Regions from separate parts of the Pan troglodytes genome. Here all the other regions are linked to region 3. A link is a contact called in public Hi-C data. All regions are on one chromosome and are shown on one strand. Each heading gives the region's core, a stretch centred on a gene start, on an enhancer-like site or on the middle of the called end of the contact. The rest is flanking DNA. Distances are from core to core; before and after follow the strand shown.

Region 1 (4,747 bases), core at 2,003-4,502, 600 kb after region 3:
AGCCCTTTCAATGCCTTAATAACAACCACATTCTGTTTGAATTACCACTACTGAGCAAATGGCGGCCCCGGCTTTCATCCCCCTCCCCGCCAGGCGTATTAACATAAACACGACCCTGCAGGCGCATTTGAATGGGGCTGCGGCCCCGACCCCGCGCCTGCTATGAAAGTAAAGGGAACCAACGCGACTTTCTCCGGTGGACGCTCGGACACGCGTGACCGCCTCAAACCCACTCTAGGCTGCCATTGGTACTCGCCCCTTTTTACAGATGAGGAAATGGAGAATCAGACCGGGTCACGCAGATAGTATCAGGCGGGGATGGCACCGGAGCCTGGCTGGAGCCACAGAGGACACCTCCGGAGCTGAGGCGTAGGGCAGTTCCCTCAGCCGAACACCCCGGGAGGGAGACTCGCCTGGAAGTATCTCGGAGCGACCCTTGCTCGGGTGCTGCCCCTTCAGTGTCCCGGACGGGCCGGGCAACGCGATGACCAGACCCTGAGCGCTCTTCGACCCGCGCCCCAAGGGCCTTGGAGGCGCCCCACACCCCCTGGGAACCTAGGAGCGGGGCTATGGAGGGGAGGGATGAGAGGGACTTGTCAGAATTCATTATTGACTGCGAAAGTCACCACCCTCTTTCCGGGCCCTAAAAGAGACAATGGCAGGGCTGGGAAGGTGTATATCAAAGCAAGCCAGGCCGCGTCCCCCCCCCCCCCACCCCCACCCCTTGACAGATGACGCTCCGCAGAGGAGCCCGGCTCCGGCCCGCGGGCTGCGGCCACCCCACATTAACATCACAAGGGCACCCGGCGCCGACTGCGGCCTTGCCACCTCGGCGCAGGACTTCACAGCGGCCTCTCATCTGCTGACCCCGCGGCCTGGGCTCTGGCGGCTTCCCTCCCGCCCCCTTCCCGGCCCTCACCCCGCGGCCGCTCTCCCGGGACACGCAAAGGTCTTCCTTAGGGCGTGCGCCACCCCCGCCAACCGCGCCCCAGACAGGGGCTGTAGAAAGTGGGTCTTTGGGAGCCAGGATCTGGGAGCCCCTGCTAGGAGAAAGGCGCCTCCTCTAGGAGAAGGGACCAAGCCAAAGCTCTGAGGCTCACCCGAGGCTGATCTGTGGCCTTCTCCCCGGTCGGCGGCATTCCCACCAGGACTCTCCCTAGCATATGCACAGTGACGCAGAAACCGATGCCCAGAGACAGCCCCCAAAGGGCGCTTTGATTTATACAGTTGTAATTGGCTATAAACTTCTGCAAAGTGCCCATAACCAGCGTGCCTGCCCAATTGGGGCAGCAAGGAGCGAAGCAAGAAAAGCGGAAGCGCTGAGGGCTGGGGAAAGACTTTAAAGGGGGCACTCAACTAGGACTCTCCCCACCGCACTTCCTTGCCACCTCTAGACACACTCGAACACCAGAAGGGGCAGACCCGGAGTCAATGAGCCCCACAGTCCGGCAAACCTAGGATATTTTTCAGCTGCACACACACACACTCACAGACATCCCTGACACCCTTGAAAGGAAGCTTTGGGAGAAATGACCCCTACCTGGAGCGGCGGCTTAATTCCCACCAGGGTTTCCTCCCCGTCTCCCTGCTCTCTCCGCAGACGCCTGCCCCTAGGCTTCTTGCCCCTAGCCTTCCAGCTTTTGCTTGAAATGACTCCTTCACAGGTCAGAGGTTCAGAGACGGGGCGCGCCCCCGTCGCCTTAGCAGCTGGGGCTAGCACCTTCTTCCCAGCGACAGCAGCTCTCCCTGGTCTGTCTGCTCGCTGTACCTTGAATTGGCCCGAATGGCCAAACCCGGTCCCACACACAGCCTAGCCATCCCCCGACCCCCCCCCCTCCCCCCGGTCACTTCTCTTCTTAGATGGCTCAGATGGGGAAAGAGAGAGCGGAGATAAACGGCCTAGACCTAGCCCAAGAAGGTTCGAGCCTCCCTCTCTCCTCGGCGGCCAGGAGCCACGCAAGGAATGCATGCCGCAGCAAGTGCCGGAGGACGCGATTCTGCCCGCGTCCAGCAGTGCTCACGCCGACATTCCCCGGAGCTTCCCGAAGGTGTCCCGGGGTTGCGAATGAGGAGCTCTTGGAAAGAGGACGCCTGAACACGGTGTTGAGACTCAGAATATTCACTCCCAGGCTCAGTAGGTCAGAGAAGCCCCGAGGGGCCAGAGGCCCCCGAATTTGTCCCCGGGCCGTGCCCCTCCTGGCGCCGAGCTCCCAGACAGCCCGGGACGCCCCTGTGCGCACTGGACGCGTGACGCGCAGCAGCCACTGGCTCGACCCGCGCCTTCCCAAGCACCCTCCGGAGGGGCGCAGCCTCTGCTTACCTTGGCTGCCGAGGGACTGCTGCGCCGGCTTCCGCATCCACTCGCACAGGTTCCGCCGCTGGCCGCCGGGAGACAGCTGCTCGGCGGCAGCGGTGGCGGCGGGCCCAGGAGGGCCGGGGTTGAGCGTTTGCAGCAGCCCAGAAGCGCAGGAAGGCGCGGCGGCCGGGTGGTGCGGGTGGTGATGCGGGTGGTGGTGCGGATGGTAGTCTGCGGGGCTGCTGTAGCCCATGGCTGCGGCCGGGGAGCCACCGTTGAGGCCGTGAGCCACGGCGTTGGCGGCGGCCGCGGCGCCTCCGGGCGCGTAGCCATTCCAGTCCTCCCGGAGTGGGGCGCCATACGCTGCCGGCCAGGATGGCCCCGGGGACTGCGCGCTGTCCAAGTTCGCTGCCGCTGCAGCTGCGGCCGCCACGTGGTAACCGCCGTAGTCCGGGTACTGCGGGGGGCTGACGAAGTTCTGCGGCGCCAGGTTGAGGCCGCCAGAGTGGCGCACGGAGCTAGGGTACATGCTCACGTCCTTGTCCAGGAGGTAGCTCACGTACATGGTGGCGAGGGTCCGGGAGCAGACCTCACCATGCTGCCTGGGGACCGACGCTGGAGGCTGCCGGGGAGCACGAAGGGAAAGGGGCGAGGGGACTCGAGAAGCGGCGGGTGGCTGCGCCCCAGCCCGCGGTGCTCCGCTGGCTCCTCGCGGCTCTTCTGCCTCCGAGGCGGTCCCTCCCTCTGGCCTGCCTCCTCCCTCCCTCCCTTTCTTCCTTCTTTCCTCCCACCTCCTTCCCACTAGGCTGCAGAGGCGGGGAAGACCCGCCACAGGCTGGCGTGCGGAGCCCCAGGCCGGCGGCCTTCCGTGATTAACGAGTGTTTACAAGACTCTATTAGTAATGACACAGACACCAATGGTTGGAGACGTCGAGGCGCAGCGCGCACTCTACGCACAACCCCTCGAAACATAATTTGCATTTTAAAAGATAAAGGGGAGGGAGGCTCGTGAGAGGGCAGCGACCTGACACAGCTAAATATTCAAACCTTTATTGTTAAGAGCTTCCTCCTTCCAACCTGGTGCACTTTAACCTCCAATCACAGGTTCAAAGAATGAAATCAAGAGACTTACAAAAGAGAGGGGAAGAGAAAAGGCTATCTTGGTGGGAATCTGAGCTTGGAGACAGGAACAGTGGTTGTTTATGCATTTGCAGGGAAGGGGGCGGTCAAGAAACTCCTTCTGTCCCAAAGAGAAAAGAAAAGAGAACCATTGCTTTGATGAGAACGTTTCTGACCAACCTGGTAGGTGACAAGCAGAGAGCCCTAAGAGATGGGCCATTCCTTCCCGCCCTGTGCTCCTGGCCCAGACGACTGCAGCCCCAAACAACTGTCACCTCCAATCAGTTATTTTCTTGCCCAAGGAAATTACTCGCCCTCCGCACAAGACAAATTATGATCCTAGATTCAGGCTGCATCTCTGACTTCATCTTACATTTGAAATTTGAGTTAAATTCAAGCGATTTATTGTTAAACGTTTACATTCAAGAATCAGAAGTTTTAAACTACAGAAGTAATGGGCATGTGGTAGAAGTTAGGCTAGTGGTTATTGGCGTGCATAACTGGAGGCGAGCTAGGGGATCGTTGGTAAAGCAGTTTCTTAGGCTGCTGGTTACATAGAATGTCAGTTTGTGAAAATTCATTGAGCTACACTTGTATGTTTATTATACTTAAATATAAGGAAAAGAGAATTTCTGCTAATGCTTACCTAGGTATTTATGTGTCTTACATCATACCTATATCTTTAAAACTCTCTGTCCTTTACAAAGGGAAACGTTCTCCGAAGAAATTTATTTCTCATTTCCAGGAGATGATAAGGCAACTCAGGGCCATTATTAACGACTGCTAATGAAAAGCTCTGAGTTGAGAAAGGATCTCTCTTGGTTTGGGAAGCGCTGCGGCCAAGGGGCCTAGGGCTGGAAGTGGCCGTCTTGGGGACCGGAGCCGCGCAGCCCGGGATCGGGAGCTGCCCCGACAGGAGGGCAGAGGCGGCGAGATTCGGCTCCTGCGCGCGCCCAGCTCGGTTTCAGCAACCGCGTGGGGTGGGCCTGCGGCCGCCGTTCACCTCCTATACAAGCCTTTGACAGCGCTGCCAGATTCGGGAATGAGGATCACTGCGGCGAGGCCCGGCGGGCTGGGCAGCCTGACTCGGCGGCTTTGAGCGCTCTCAGAACCCGCGGGCGCTCGCGGCACTCCTGGAGACCTGCACTTGTCTGTTCTCATTGTCAAGCGTTTCGCTCGGATATTTGTCACCATCGCCTTCATCCTGTCATTTCTGGGGTGCTCTCCAGTGTCCTTTATCTCCCTTGAGCCTCACATCCCCCTAGGATCTAGAACAAAACCTGGGAGGTGTTTTTATCCTCCCCATTTTACAGGTGACAACCAGCAAGTTGC
Region 2 (4,669 bases), core at 2,058-4,557, 620 kb after region 3:
ACTGCACTCTAGCTTGGGTGACAGAGTGAGCCTCTACCTCAATTAAAATAAAAAATAAAAAAGCCTACTTTCTTGGCAATTTCCAAATATACAATAGATTATTATTGACTATAGTCACCATGCTGCGAAGTAGATCATTTTATTTGATTATTTAAACAATAAAACATGGGGTCTAGGACATCAAGCATTTATCTTAATCAAATACATTAGTGGATAAATGAATGAAAACCCTAAAAACTGTTTCTAGACTTTGTTTCTCATTGTCTGGAAAAAGCCTTCAAAACCTGTTGGGTTGACTCTCAGGGTTATTAGAATTCCAGTCCTGCCACTTTCTAGTAGTGTGTCCTTGCTCAAGTTACTTAATCTCTGTGTGCCTCAGTTTTCCCATCGGTAAGAATGGGAGCAATAATAATACTATTCCTCATTTTATAGGGATATTAGAGGATTGAATGAGTTAGCAAGTGCAAAGTTTTTGGAAAAGTGCCTGAAACACACCAGTAGTAAAAGTTCAATACATTTTAGCTATTTGTTGTTGTTATTGTCGCCATTGATAACATCACTTGTCTACTGTTACTGAGATGTTAAGATGAGGAGCTGCCGCCAGACAGCATTGAGGCTCCCAGCTGCTCCCAGACAAGTGCAGAACCGAGAAGCAGCCTCCACTACAGGGAGCTCCTCCCCAGAACCGTGTCTACTGCAGACACCAACAACCGTCCAGGGGGCCCAAACTCCCTCCAGCCATTTTGTCCACTGACCTACCACTGAGTCACCCAGTTAAAATGTGTGGGGAAGGGGGTAATGCCAGAATTCCCACTTTTCAGTATCACCTTGGAAACGATTTCATGCATTCATTCAGCAAACTTTGATTAAGTCTCAACATCCTGTTCACTCTGTGATCTGGGATTCTGACACTAGCCAGGAGACAGAGGTTTCATCAAGTCACAGGGGCATCAAAACAAGCCTCGGGAGCGGGGCTTGCCCACGTCCAGTGCTGCCCACACTCCACTGTGCTCAGGGCCCTGACTGGACTGACCTGGAACTAGAACCTCTGGCCAGCCGGGTTGTGGGGAGTGTTGGTGAGCAATAAGATGAAAATGGAGAAATTGTTGTGTTTTTATCAAAGTTCCAGACACAGAGTAAGAAAGCCCCCAAAACGTGTGTTAAGTAACTGGCCAAACCCAAGAACAATAGATTTAAATTATTCACGCAATCCTAGCTTTCTCTCTCAACACGCTCCCTCCTCAGCCTCACCACTCCTTTGGGTATTAAGACAATCAAAGGATTTGCCTCTCTTTTTTTTTTTTCCTGAAAAGAAATTACTTTCCAGTGAGGCTGTCATTTTGCCTCCTCTATTCTATTTTCCTGTCAGACATTGAGAGGGTGGGCTCCGGGGCCTCCTGCTCCTTCCGGCCTGCCCTGCAGCAGTTCAGCTGAGAGGCTGTGGTCCCTTCACTCATCAGGCTGGGACTGGGCTGTCCCTGTGAGTCAAGGGTCAGAAGGCTCCAGTGATGACCCCCAAGCCCAGTGGAGGAGCTGAAGTCCTCAGCTATGGAGAGGCCCCCAGAAGTGGGTGAGTGTCCACATGGCCCCAACATTCCTGTCCATTTGATTTTATGACATCCTCTGCTCTTCCTAGATAAGCCTCAAATGAATTAAAAGGAGCTCCTTATTTTGGAGACGTCTGTATGACGGTCAGAAGCCATCTGGCTGTCAAAGGCCATCCTGATAGGCGGCATCGTCTGTTGGCTCCTTTTTGGTGAAGAGAGCAGGGGCTCTCCTTCCCCACCCAGATGTCCACAGAGGCCTCTCTGCCCCTCGCCACCCCTTCAGTACATTTCAGGTTTCTCCACAGAGCATCCAGGACAGCCCCTGAGGCAGCCTGGTCTCTGTGAAGCTGTGTGTGTCATTCGGAGTCACCCCCTCTTCTCCTCACCCCACACCAAGAAGTGCCTCATTTTCTCTCTCTCTCCACAGAAGAAATCAGTAACTTCTTTCCCTTCCTCCAGAGGGATGCCTTCAGATTCTCCTCCTTCCCCTCCATCCCTCAGGGAGTTGCTGATCTGAATGAATTCACTCTCCTCAGCCATCCAGTCCAAACTGGCCCGTTCTGGTACAAAAGTCAGCCGATTGCCCTTTCCCCTGGGCTCTGGAGATAGTCTGATATCCAGCTGTCCTCTCTGTCACATACAGGACATTCCCAAGCCAGATGGGGTGGCTAAGACAGGGTGGGCCCTCAGCCTGGCCTTTAGCCTCTGAATCACTCTGATGTCTTTTGCTAGGTTCCTCCTTGTGACCTCAAAGCTCTAATATTTAACAGCCACTTTCCTTAGCCACCGCATTCTTCCAGTCCATGTCTGACCTAAACCACACAAGTGCTTGACTCTTATGGACTAGACCTGAGGAAACTTACTGAACCTTCCAAAGGAAAGAACTCAATAAACACATCAAGTATAAGGAATTAGACTAAAATAGATGATAGATAGATAGATAGATAGATGATAGATAGATAGATGATAGATAGATAGATTTTTAAAAACAACTTTTTTTGTTGTTTTTTGTTTTGTTTTTTGAGACACAGTCTTGCTGTGCCACCAGGCTGGAGTGCAGTGGTGAAATTTTGGCTCACTGCAATCTCCGCTTCCCAGGCTCAAGCGATTCTCCTGCCTCAGCCTCCCGAATAGCTGGAACTACAGGCACGCACCACCACGCCTGGCTAATTTTTTGTATTTTAGTAGAGATGGGGTTTCACCATGTTGGCCAGGATGGTCTCGATCTCCTGACCTTGTGATCCACCCACCTCGGCCTCCCAAAGTGCTGGGATTACCGGCGTGAGCCACCAACACGCCCGGCCTAAAAACAATTTTTGTAGCAACAGATCTCATCATGTTGCCTAGACTGGTCTCAAATTCCTGGGCTCAAGTGATCCTCCCATCTCAGCCTCCCAAAGTGCTGGGATTACAGGTGTGAGCCACCATTCCTGGCCAGTATCTAAAAATATTTTGACAAGCATATTTGAAATCCCTTTGCAGAGAATGTCTGATACGGAAGCCTTACCTGACTGTGGAAGGGCATCAATAAAGGCAAAAAAGTGCTTCTCTAAATCTTCCAAATCAGATAATGGCCGCTGGGACCAAACAGCAGCTGCAATCAGAGGACATCTCTCAGTGACATTCCCAAACACATCCACGAATTCTCCAAGGTCCATGGAGTTGACCTTCTCAATGTCCATTCCTTGTATTCCACCGGAGACAGCGGGACGTCCAGCTCCCCTCTCGGCGAGTGAGTGACGCTGTCTCGGCTCACTCGGTTATATCTGCTGAACACAAGAGCTTGCTTTTTACACAACACCACCTTCGCGTGTTTTAAATGCCTTTGGGAGAAGCAGATCCAGAATACTTGTGTAATGAACAAGCACAGGCTTAAGGTTCTAATCCAGGGAGCAGAGATCTCTGCATGGTCAATGTTTCCAACCAAACCATTCCCATAATCAAAGGCAGCAGGGGCCCTATTTCACTCTAAGCATTAGAGCCAGATCTGTTTTTCATGTTGTTAGGCTTTTTTTTTTTTTTTTTGGTGTCTAGCTCTGTCACCCAGGCTGGAGCACAGTGGCGCAATCTCAGCTCACTACAACCTCCACCCCCTGGGTTCCAGCGATTTGCCTATCTCAGCCTCCTGAGTAGCTGGGATTACAGGCATTTGCCACCACACCCAGCTAAGTTTATTTTTTTGGTTTTGTTTGTTTGTTTGTTTGTTTTAGTAGAAACGGGGTTTCACCATGTTGGCCAGGCTGGTCTCGAACTCCTGACCTCAAGTAATCCACCTGCCTCGGCCTCGCAAAGTGCTGGAATTACAGGTAATTATTATATTGTTATTATTTGAGATAGGTTCTGCCTAGGTTGTCCAAGCTGGAGTGCAGTGGCTATTCATAGGCACAATCCCACTACTGATCAGCAGTGGAGTTTTGACCTGTTCTCTTTCCAACCTGGGCCAGTTCACCGCTCCCTGGGCAATCTGGTGGCTCCGGTCTTCCTGGAGGACATCAGATTGATGCCGAACTTGGTGCAGTCACCTGATCGGCAGAGCGCACTACAGCCCAGAACTCCTGGACTCCAGTGATCCACCTGCCTTAGCCTCCCGAGTAGCTGGGACTACAGCCGCGTCTGGCTGTTATTAACACTTTAATGTCATCATCACCGCAGGACATTTTCCCTGATAATTTAGCCAGGTCACGGGTCAACCCACTTGGAACTTGATTTCCTAACTATTGTTATTGCTGCTGTTAAGGATAGGTACTATGTTTTTCTCAGTCTGTGTATGCCAGATGCTTAACACAACAGGTACTTAATAAATGCTCATTAAGCAGGACAAAATGTCTAAGGAATAATTCTGCCCCATTCTCAATAGTCTCTCAAACCCCATTAGGAGTTATTTTCTTCTTGAAAATATCTGTGTCTATGTTGCTTCTTGTATGTATTTACTTGTATGTCGGTTCTCAGCCGGGACATATTCCAGAAGCCTGGAGACCAGTGTGTCTTGCTGCCTCTGTATCCTGGCTGACAAGGGCTGTGCCTACGGTAGGCATGAAAGAAACACTATTGGATGGATTGGTTGGCCAGTTAGCTAACCACATAGATTAGATTTCACGTACTAATGTCTTCCAGGTATACAC
Region 3 (4,480 bases), core at 1,048-3,547:
ATGTCTTTCCTCCTCTTCCTGCAGACACACAGCAGGGTGTCCCATTCAAACGTAACCTTGTTCTTGCCTCAGGGGTCCTCCTTGGAATGCTCACTCTGCACCCAAGCTGGCTTTTCAGAGTCATTCAGAGCCACTCTAAGGGATCCCTTTTCACTGGGCCCTCTCAACTATAAAATCATCACCAGACATTTCATCTCCCTTGTAACAGCTACACTCATCAGTGTAGCTGATTTCTCGTCTCCTTATTTCTCATCTGCCTCTCCCAGCTACCATGCATGCATCATTAACATTCCATGTTTGTTCTCTGCTTTCTTGGCAACAAATAGTGCCTGCACCTCGGAGGCACTCAGTACTTATTTGTTGAATGAATCAACTAATTCCATCTTTAAGAACTGGGTTCCGGCCAGGCGCAGTGGCTCACTCCTGTAACCCCAGCACTTTGGGAAGCTGAGGCGGGTGGATCACCGGAGGTCAGGAGTTCGAGACCAGACTGGGCAAGAGAGTGAAACCCCATCTGTACTAAAAATACGAAAATTATCTGGACTTGGTGACGGGCACCTGTAGTCCCAGCTACTTGGGAGACTGAGGCAGGAGAATCGCTTGAACCCAGGAGACGGAAGTTGCAGTGAGCCGAAATCATGCCACTGCACTCCAGCCTGGGTGACTGAGACCGTGTCAAAAAAAAAAAAAAAAAAAAAAAAAAGAAGAAGAACTGGGTTCCTCTGCCAGCACAGCTGCCCATCCCATCGTGTGCTGGACCAGGGACCAGGGAATGAGAGGAATGACAAAGATGCCTGTGTCCCCCTTTAAGCCGTTATTTTGCAGGAAGCAGTGAGATGATGGTTGAACATATAGATTGGCATGTTTTCGAGGTGCTCACTGACTTTATTATTTGGCTCACTGAGCAGCTGTCCAATGAGGCTGGGTTTAGATTGTTTTGGGAAGAGATTCATATCCTTCTCCAATTACCTTTTCCAAGTTAGTCAGCCATTGCTGGTCGGTTCCCTCCACTATGAAGTTGTGTGTGTTTGTGTGCTCGCACCCTGCCCCCATAACCCAGGTGCGGGCTGAGGAGAGGAAGCATGTTTTATTTATTATTTTTATTTATTTGTTTCTGAAATTCAGTTTTTTTTTTTTTTTTTTTGAGACGGAGTCTCGCTCTATCACCCAGGCTGGAGTGCAGTGGTGCGAACTCGGCTCACTGCAACCTCCGCCTCTGGGTTCAAGTGATTCTCCTGCCTGGGCCTCTGGGACTACAGGCACCCGCCACCACGCCCAACTAATTTTTGTATTTCTAGTAGAGACAGGGTTTCACTGTGTTGGCCAGGCTGGTCTTGAACTCCCGACCTCAAGTGATCCGCCCTCCTCGGCCTCTCAAAGTGCTGGGATTACAGGTGTGAGCCATCTCACCCGGCCTCTTCTGTGTGTGTGTGTGTGTGTGTGTGTGTGTGTGTGTGTGTGTATCTGTGTGTGTAGAGAAGGGGTCTTGCTATGTTACCCAGGCTGGAGTGCAGTGGCCCGATCATAGCTTCCTGCAACCTCGATCTCCTGGGCTCAAGCGACCCTAGAGGAAGGGCGTTTCGGTATGGGCACTTCTTAGGAAATCTTCGCTGCTTTGGAGACTAAAAGAGCCCAAAGGCAGGTAGGTGAGCCGCGGATACAAGCCTCCCTGTCTCCCTGTTGTTGCATACGGGTCTCACAGGAAACTAAGTGAGGAGTAGGGAGGGCAGTGGGTTAGGAACAGCGATGGCCAGCAGATGGCGCCAGGCCCCAAGGCATGACCCGCTGGCCGCAGGCGCGCCTGGGAGTGGCCGCGAAGCTAGTCCCCAAACAAAGCTGGAGCCAATGCGCTCTCTGGGGTCCTTCACATCCTGCTACTCAACGACCTGAAGGTAATCAGCTACTTCCTGGCTCTGGGGCTTCACCTTTTAGTGAGCCTGGTTAGCCGGTTTTGTTTTCTTTTGGGGGACGTGCGTGTGGTTTGTGACCCCTTTTTCCGTTGGCGCTCAGAGTCCAGAGCTCCCCGGGGTCCGCCCTGACCCGTGGCTCCGCCTCGCCTCGCTCCCGCGCCCAGAGCGGCGCTCACAGGTCGGTCGCTGCCTGCACAGAGGTCTGTCCTGGACCTCTTAGGTTGGACTGTCCCCTCCCTCCCTGTCGCCGCTGCTGTTTGGGGACTTGGACGCCCAACAGAGGCGGGGGGCCTTTCCTCCGGCCGCATGTGACATCTTCCTTGAAGAATCGCTGCCTCACCTAGATGTCCTTTGGGTGGCGCAGTTCGTTGGCCTTGTAGGAAGGCTGGTTGCCAAGAGCAGGGCTTTTGCTCAGGGCCCCGGTGGCTGACGATTGTGTCCTGCGTGAGATAATCTAAAGTGTGCACAAGTCACTCACTGATCAGACGTCCCAGGGAGACTGAGGGGTGGGTGCAGCTTGATGGAACCTCTTCTCCAGGCCAGCAGAGGGAGGGAAGGCAGGCCTGCCCCACCAAGCCTGTCCCCAAGAACCCCGTCTTAAGCCAGCTCATAAATCTCCCATCACTCCTTCCGTGTGTCCTGGCTTCCCTCCTCAGCTCGGAGCAGTGGACATTTCCACCTGCAAGGTGAACTATGCCCTCCTGTGCCAACTGATAGGGATCAGGGGAAGGTGGACAGAGGGGCTGCACCTCTGTCCTTACCCCCCGCCTTCCCCTGCCAACCCCAGGTCAGATCTCCATTCCCACAATAAACTGTACCTAGCAGGGTGCAGGTGTGGTTTAAGGACATTCTCCTGGCCAGAGCCAGTGGCCTGCAGTGTGGTCTTCCCTAGATGTCCTCGCTGCAGGCATGAGGCCATGCCAGGTGGCCAGGCTAGGTTCCCAGGGGTGGTCCTGCCAGGCCCTGCTGTTTGTGATGTGTGGGGAGCAGGCCTGGAGGAACTAGACGGATGCAGGGACAAACATTTCCCAAAGGCCTGATGACATTTACTGGATTCGGCTGCCTTCATAAGCCTGCGTTTCTAGCTTTCAGTATTTCTGGGGTTAACTTTAAAACAAAATCAAACCAAAAAAGGTTTTTATTATGTACTGTGATTGTCCACAACTCTTAAACACAGGCCAATGACAGTTTAATGCACTCCCACATCTGCTCAGGATCATAGAATTCTCTACATTTAAGAGTCGGGGGGCCGGGCATGGTGCCTCACGCCTGTAATCTCAGCACTTTGGGAGGCCGAGGCGAGTGGATCACCTGCGTTCAGGAGTTGGAGACTAGCCTGGCCAACATGGTGAAACCCTATCTCTACTAAAAATACAAAAATTAGCTGGGTATGGTGGCATGCGCCTGTAATCCCAGCTACTCTGGAGGCTGAGGCAGGAGAATCGCTTGAACCCAGGAGGCAGAGGTTGCAGTGAGCCGAGATTGCGTCATTGCACTCCAGCCCGGGTGACAAGAGTGAAACTCAGTCTCAAAAAAAAAAAAAAAAAAAGAAGAGTGGGGCAGTGGGGCAGTGGGGCAGAATTCCTAGGCCTCCTGGTAGAGCAGGGTGGCTTTGAGCCTGTAGGAAAGTTCGCTTTTCTGACTCAGTCTGCTTTAAAGTGGCCTCTGAGGGACAGAGACCCTGATAGGATCTGGTTGTCTTGCAGAAAGGGGCAGTGAAGTCACTGACTTATTTTGTGGATAAATGCTGTTGCTGGATGTCCTAGCAGATATATTCCTCATTCTCCACTCAGCTTTCTCCAGCTCTCTCCTCCTGCCCATGTTAGCCCTACCCACTTCCATTCACAAATCCACCTTATGGATGGCTTGAAGGGTGCTTGAGGCTCATACCAAGGGGAATGAACACAGGCATCTCCCGGAAGAGAGCAGTCTGTAGAGAGAACATCTGTATTCCTGACTCGCAGACAGTGTGTGTCCTTTTATACAGCATCATCAAGTTCACCTTTGTCCATCTTTCTCACAAAGAAATCCTAAAAGACATTGAACATGCTTAGGTTTAAAAATGGGAGGGCATGATACAGTAGGAAGAGATGGCATTTGTCACCCATCTCCCCACTTTCTATCAGTGGACATGGGGCAAATTTTCTATCCTCTTTGAGTCTCAATTATCTTATCTGGAATATGGGGATAATGGTGCCTCTGCTGTGGGGATTGGTTGAGAAAATGGACAAAGTGCCTAGCATGTAAAGCACACATCAAATGACAATTCTCTTCTTTCCCCTGGACTAAAGCAGTAAGGAACTGAAGTTCAAGTTCAAGTTCTGCCACTCGCCAGCTGTGACCAGAGCACTTTGCCTCATCTCAATGAGCCCTGGGTTCCCACCTGTGCATGAGTCTAAGGTGCCATTTTCTATGATTCTTGGATTTATTTTGTCTACAGGTCCTGCTGACTTCCCCTTCAGAAAAGGACTGAGGTGAGTTTGCCCAGCCTGGTCTCCTGATGACCACTGTGGTCCCCCTATTTGCTTGTCATCCCTCCTAAGCTTTGACACAGTTAAGTGGCAGGGATG

What was found. A called contact is a pair of places that touch in the nucleus more often than the background predicts.
Region 1: a Hi-C map of stem cell-derived neural progenitor cells shows a contact between it and region 3, with 4 times the contacts expected there. The contact joins the promoter of CDX2 here to the enhancer-like site in region 3. A contact is called at or near these places in 4 of 7 Hi-C or Micro-C datasets (blood, induced pluripotent stem cells, a lymphoblastoid cell line and 1 more), 1 of 1 datasets of contacts at active chromatin or transcription factors (stem cell-derived excitatory neurons) and 1 of 1 other capture datasets (stem cell-derived neural stem cells).
Region 2: a Hi-C map of induced pluripotent stem cells shows a contact between it and region 3, with 6 times the contacts expected there. The contact joins the promoter of URAD here to the enhancer-like site in region 3. A contact is called at or near these places in 5 of 7 Hi-C or Micro-C datasets (blood, induced pluripotent stem cells, a lymphoblastoid cell line and 1 more), 1 of 1 datasets of contacts at active chromatin or transcription factors (stem cell-derived excitatory neurons) and 1 of 1 other capture datasets (stem cell-derived neural stem cells).

The regions. Positions count from the first base shown.
Region 1 is chr14:27,127,890-27,132,636 of NHGRI_mPanTro3-v2.0_pri, forward strand. It overlaps CDX2 (caudal type homeobox 2), which reads right to left and starts at 3,253. Exons shown (of 3, transcript XM_016925110.4): 1 at 2,321-3,253. The coding sequence starts at 2,861.
Region 2 is chr14:27,147,191-27,151,859 of NHGRI_mPanTro3-v2.0_pri, forward strand. URAD (ureidoimidazoline (2-oxo-4-hydroxy-4-carboxy-5-) decarboxylase) reads right to left here and starts at 3,308. Exons shown (of 3, transcript XM_003314092.5): 1 at 3,055-3,308. The coding sequence starts at 3,229.
Region 3 is chr14:26,527,609-26,532,088 of NHGRI_mPanTro3-v2.0_pri, forward strand. No RefSeq gene overlaps it. Among named protein-coding and RNA genes, the nearest start is that of GTF3A, 62 kb to the right of the region's middle. Within about 2 kb of position 2,298, at least 11 of the 24 cell types and tissues checked have an H3K27ac peak or open chromatin away from gene starts, as enhancers often do. A contact at or near this core is called in induced pluripotent stem cells, stem cell-derived neural progenitor cells and stem cell-derived neural stem cells, where this site is marked.